Regions from separate parts of the Mus musculus genome. Here region 1 is linked to region 2. A link is a contact called in public ChIA-PET data. All regions are on one chromosome and are shown on one strand. The core of a region is the stretch at or near the end of the contact, and the rest is flanking DNA. Distances in the headings are between cores, read along the strand shown. Region 1 holds the start of Tasor (transcription activation suppressor). Region 2 holds the start of Dennd6a (DENN/MADD domain containing 6A).

Region 1 (2,700 bases), core at 139-2,638, 850 kb before region 2:
AAGATTTGGGAAATAAACAATTAAAAAAAAAAACACGCAGTAAGAAGGTAAGTGTTTAAGTCAAATCCAGAAAATTCCAAATTATCGGACAGTCAAAACCTACTCTAAGAAAAAAAAAAGTGTACGTTTTACAATATGGCACTAAGATCTCAAAAAGTAAGCAACCCAACTGTTCCTATAATCGTTTAAGAAAAGTCATTCTAGGCTTGGAAGTTATACAGAAGAACCTACGTAAGCTAATGCTTTTCCAAAAAAAAAAAAAAAAAAACTACATGGAAATGAAGTGTGATGGAAAACTGCATGGAGCGCATATACTAATGGAGAGTTTTCTAAATAGAAGACGCTGACATCGAGCACATTTCAAGTAGACACACAGAGCTGAAGAATTTCCACAGTGAGAAACACTTGTCCTTAGAACGCAGTGGCCTTGGAGAAAGCCTCAGAATCCATGGCCACAGGCTACTTCCACAAGCAGACTTCTCAGAAGCATCTTTAGGAGGCCACCATCAGCTTCTCTGCCTTCGGGGCTTGGGGGAAAAGAGGGGCACCGAGCACCATCTTTCCGCTCGGGGAGCCGCAGCCTTATGGAAACGCTTCAAACCTGAGCTACTTCCAACTTCCACGGGGAGAGGGGGAGCGGCGGAGCGTGGTTCCACCCTATCCTCTCGCACCAAGGGCGGCTGGGCGGCCGTGGCCGTGAGCGGAGAGGCTGCTGGCGCTTGCGTGCGTGTTTACGTGTCTCGGATGGGTGTGGGGAGAGGAGACAGAGAGGTCTTAATGAAAAAGATGGAGGGGGAGGGAAGCGAGAGAGGGGGTGGGAGGAAGGGGAGGCACCACCTTTCTTTTCTCTGCTCTTCCTGGGGATCTGAAAACTCCGCCTAAAAGGCCTTTCCGGCTCTTCGGCGCCTTTGGGCAGAGCGGCCGCGGCCGCTTCGGAGGTTTGCTGAGGCTGCTCGTGGCCGTAGCTCCGGGCGGCTTCAGCTGCCGCGGTCTCCTCAGGCCCCGCGCCGCCGCCGCCGTCGCCGCCGCCATTTTGTAGGGAGGACTCAAGCTCCGGAAGCGCTGGCTTCATCCCGTCGTCTCCGCCGCCGCCGCCGCGGCTTTTCCAGCTCGCGTCCGTCGAAGGGGCCTCCGTCTCCGCGGCAGTCGCCATCGCGCGGGCGTGAGGCGCTCCAGGGAGCTTCCGCCCACAAGGTCGACGGGCGTAGGGGAGGAAGGGCGGCGGGCCAGGCCGCCGAGGTCTCGGCCCACCCGGCCCCTCCGCCCCCGGGGACCGCACTCCAGCCACAGAGACGCCTCTTAACCGCCACCGCGGCCCTAAGCGTGCCTCTCGCCCCGGGAGCTGCTCCGGATTCGGGCGGCTTTTCAACCGGCCCTGGCTACCCAACGTGCTCGCGTCGGGCCCGGGAGGGGGCGGGGCCTCGGCGGACCCGCTCTACCAATAGAAATGCAGAGCCCGCCTCCGCGACTGCAGAGAGACCGTTCCAGGAGGGCGGAGCCTCGCGATGCCGAGCCCGCCAAAAGAGGAGAGTGCCACGCCCGGGGAAAGCGTCGACGCCATCGCTTCAGAGTGAGGGCTTGGGCTTGGCAGCATTCTGCGGATTCCTGGGCCCTGCCCTCTCCGCACTGCGTTTGACGGAGGCAAGCCCAGAGGACGTCTTTCGGACAGTACTCTTGCAAGTAAGCACCTTCTTTCCTCCGGAGGTCTGTGGACCAAACCCGGCACATAATTGGCTGATCCTGGTCGTGTGATCGGTCTGCTCTGAGCTGATCTTCCAAAGGACCAGAATTCGAGCTCCAGCCGACATAGGACAACTCAACCAGCAGTTAGTCACTTCAAAGAATCCAAGTCCTTTTCTGGCCTCGGAGGGCACTAGGTATACGTGTGGTGCTCTATCATAAATGCAGGCAAGCCACCTATATGCATAAAGACTATAAACAAACAATAAGAAAGGCAGTGAAGAGAGATAAGAAAATGGCCTCCAGTGATAAGCAGGGTGATAACATCCTATTCCATCCAGACTTTCTGCTTTCCCAGTAGATCACGAGCACTGGTCGTACTCCAGACCAAAGCACTACATAAGCAAACATTCAATATTTGGGATTCTTCCGCACAATTTACAACCTAATGATGGGAGGCACGAATGCTCGCACACCTAGAAGAATGTTCGACCACCTAGAAGAAAACAATTTGATAGTGAAATGAAGGGAGGGCCTTTCAATAGTTTCTTTCTAGGTAAGGGGTTCTGAGTTACCATCTGTATAGACACATTCTCACAACAGATACCAAGTAGATGCTTTTGCACAATTTAAATGTTGAAATTTAGGCAAATTGAGATGACAAAAGCCAGGTCTAATTTCATCCAAAGTATTTATACAGCCTAAGGCCTAGTTTTCAAGCAGCTCCGGCCCAATAATGCATTTGATGAAGAAACACGGGATACTTTTTACTCAAGATCTCTAAGCAACAGCAGCAGGACGCCCAGGTCTTTGTCCCCCAACACCTCAATATTACTGAAGGAATTGTTAGGCCAAGATAATAAACTGCAAAAGAGCCACAGCCTCTGTCAAGTGATTGGTACTTGAAGAGCTCTCCAAGAGCAGCAGAGGATCTGGGATAAGCATCCATTGTTTGGCATCGTGTGTAGTGTAAAACCTGCACCTCTGTGAACCAAATCAAGGAAAAGTGTATGTAAATCA
Region 2 (2,956 bases), core at 330-2,829:
CATGCAGAGATGAAGGCAAAACATTCATACACATTATATAAATAAACAAATCTTTAAAAATAAATGTCTTCAATCTTTGGAGATTGTTATTCCTGTCTCAAATAAAATACAGAATCACTTTACATACTAACTCCCTCTATCAACAAACGTTTAATGAATACTGTATCAGGCAATAAATTTGATCCTATTGACTAAATAGATTAATTCTTAGATCCCCACCTTATTGTCTCAATTCATAAATGCAAATGAGAACATCCTTTTATGTGTATGTCCACTAACTTGTATGGTGCCTAGATCTTAATAAAAACTCAATATTTAAATGAACTATGTAACGATACAAAAGACAAAGATGCAGCAGTTTCTCGTTTGGAACAACCAGACCAACCAAATCAGAATAAGATTAGAATCTTTCACCGATGCCAAAAGAACAATAACAAAATACCAAAAACTTCGGGACATACACCTTTCTAATGCCTTTCTAGTAACTTTTCACTTGGATAAATAAGACAAATCTTTTATGCTAACAAACAACAACAAAAAAAAAAGATGCAAAGTGATGGCAAAAATGAGTGAGATTCAAAGGTCTTTTAGGTAAGATGTTATGATATCTAACAGATTTATAAGCCAACAATTTTTCCACTGACATTAGGTTTCTGGGAATTGTCACAGAATCAGTATTAAGAAACAGCAGGGGTCGGGAGAGGGGTGTGGGGACAGCTTGCCTAGTTTTCAGAAGGCCTTGAATTCTGTTTGCAATGCTAGGGAGAGACTTGGAGGGAATGGGAACCCAACGACATTTCACAGAGAAATGGGGAACAGAGAAAAGGGAGAGAATGCATGCTAAGCATTTTGACTTGGACTCAGTGGACCGATCTACGAGTTAGCGCAATTGACAATACAGTCAGTCAGCCCACATGATTGGACGTGCACGTTTGGCTACTGTAATTCACATATGTCAGGGGGTATTGTTCCTTTCTTGAAAGTTCCAAGCAAACATCCTGTCTGCTGTAGGCTTTTCTGGGTGCCACTACCCTCCAGTTATCGCTGGTTTTTTGTTTTGTTTTTTTAAAGAGGAACATCAACAAGTATTTAGGAGGGGCCTACAAAGAACTTTTCACCCCTAGCCGCAGCCCACGATCCTCCCACCGAAGGGTCGAGAAGCACCGCCCAGCTGAGCCGCGCAGGGGCTGCGAGCCACGCCCGGATGAGCAGCGGCCAGGACCCGGCCGCCCAAGGGTGGAGACACAGGGTGCGGCTCGGCCTCACCTCCACCGCCTGGCCCAGCTCCAGGTCGAAGCCCACCACACACACGCAGTGTAGCCAGGCCGAGAAGCCGTCCCAGCGCAGCAGGCCCCGGCGGCCATCGTCCTCCTCCTCGTCCTCCAGCGCGACTCCCGCCGCCGCAAGGGCCGCCGCCTCGCGCCCCTCAGCCCCGGCCTCGTCCAACGACCCGCGGGAACCGGGCCCAAAGACCGCCGGGCCCGGCAGAGCCATCCGCCACCCCCTAGGCGCTTGAGCCGCCTCCGCTGCGGACCGCGCCGCAGAGCGCGCAGGCCTCCGCGCACGCGCACCGAGTGCTGCCGCTGCCGCAGCCGCTCCGGACTCCCGGAATAGGGGCGCGGCCACGAGGCACGTGACCCTGGGAGCGGGGGGTTCAGTGGTTTCCCTACAAGCCGCGGCTATCTCTGCTGCTCGCTCAGACTGGCCTGCTGGTTTTACAGTTCTCTAAACTCAAACAGTGGCTCAGGAATCGTCATCTCAGATCCACAACAATACAGCAATGAATTATTCTTGGAACGACCCAGTTCATTATTAAAGTGTTACTAAAACATAGTGGTTAACAGTAGTTTAATTAAACTTTTACTCTGTGACAGTTGATATGCTAAGTTCAAATACACCTATTAACTCTTATTAAACATATCATTATGGTGAACACTATTGTTTGTTAAGTGTTGGGTAGGACTTTCTTTTCTTTTTTAGCTATGCCTTACATAGTCCCAACTGGCCTCTAGCTCATGGTACTCCTACCACAGCTACCCAAGATTCTGGGTTTAGTGGCATGGGCCACCACCTCTGGCTAATTTGTCTTCACAGATAAGGGAACTGAAGTTCGGAGAGGCTTCGTGACTAGCCCAGCAAGTATAAGAACTCTAAGGCAAGCCTGTGTTCACTCCTGCAGTCCCCTGATAGAGATGTGTACTTTAACTCTCCGAATACCCTCCCTACCAAGGCAGCTCCCATCTTTATTGGTCTGGCGGACTCTCTCAACTCTTACGCATATGCAGACTTTCTTGGAATCTCGGGTTGGTCAGTCACCTTTGGACCATGCTATCTGAACACTGGAGGAAGGGCCTGGTTTCAAGCTACCTTTGTTAAGAAGTCAAGACAGCTCTAGGCTGGGCACTCAAGAAACATCTGCCCTGGTGAATTGCTATTGATTATTGGCATAGCATGATACGACTAAGTAGGATTTTTTTTTCAGCACCTGCTAGGATTTATTCATCAAAAGTAATTAGAGCCGGGCGTGGTGGCACATGTCTTTAATCCCAGCACTCGGGAGGCAGAAGCAGGCAGATTTCTGAGTTCGAGGCCAGCCTGGTCTACAAAGTGAGTTCCAGGACAGCCAGGGCTATACAGAGAAACCCTGTCTCAAAAAACAAAACAAAACAAAAAAAAAAGTAATTAGAAAACGTGGTAATACCCAATAGGAAAGTGTGTAAAAGATGATAGATAACATACAATGGATTTATCAAAACCCATTCCCATGCCTTTCCACGGCCTCAAAAGGCAGTGATATTACTGTTTCTATTTTACATAGAACAAAGCTGGGGCTCCAACTGATGGCTCAGTGGTTAGGAGCGCTTGCTGCTCTTGCAAAGGACCAGGTTCAATTCTCAACACCCACATGGTGGTTTGTAACTCCAGTTCCAGGGGATCTAATGTCCTCTTCTCATCA

The links. ChIA-PET counts read pairs in DNA pulled down with a chosen protein or histone mark.
Region 1: a contact with region 2 is called in an RNA polymerase II ChIA-PET map of memory CD8 T cells, with 6 read pairs. The contact joins the promoter of Tasor here to the promoter of Dennd6a in region 2. A contact is called at or near these places in 2 of 39 promoter capture datasets (cranial neural crest and pre-B cells) and 1 of 115 datasets of contacts at active chromatin or transcription factors (memory CD8 T cells).

What each region holds. Positions count from the first base shown.
Region 1 is chr14:27,427,522-27,430,221 of GRCm38.p6, reverse strand. Tasor (transcription activation suppressor) reads right to left here and starts at 1,388. Exons shown (of 24, transcript NM_001114879.2): 1 at 838-1,388. The coding sequence starts at 1,153. It overlaps Gm52095 (a long non-coding RNA gene), which reads left to right and starts at 1,595. Exons shown (of 4, transcript XR_003951011.1): 1 at 1,595-1,680.
Region 2 is chr14:26,578,173-26,581,128 of GRCm38.p6, reverse strand. It overlaps Dennd6a (DENN/MADD domain containing 6A), which reads right to left and starts at 1,579. Exons shown (of 20, transcript NM_001134465.2): 1 at 1,267-1,579. The coding sequence starts at 1,494.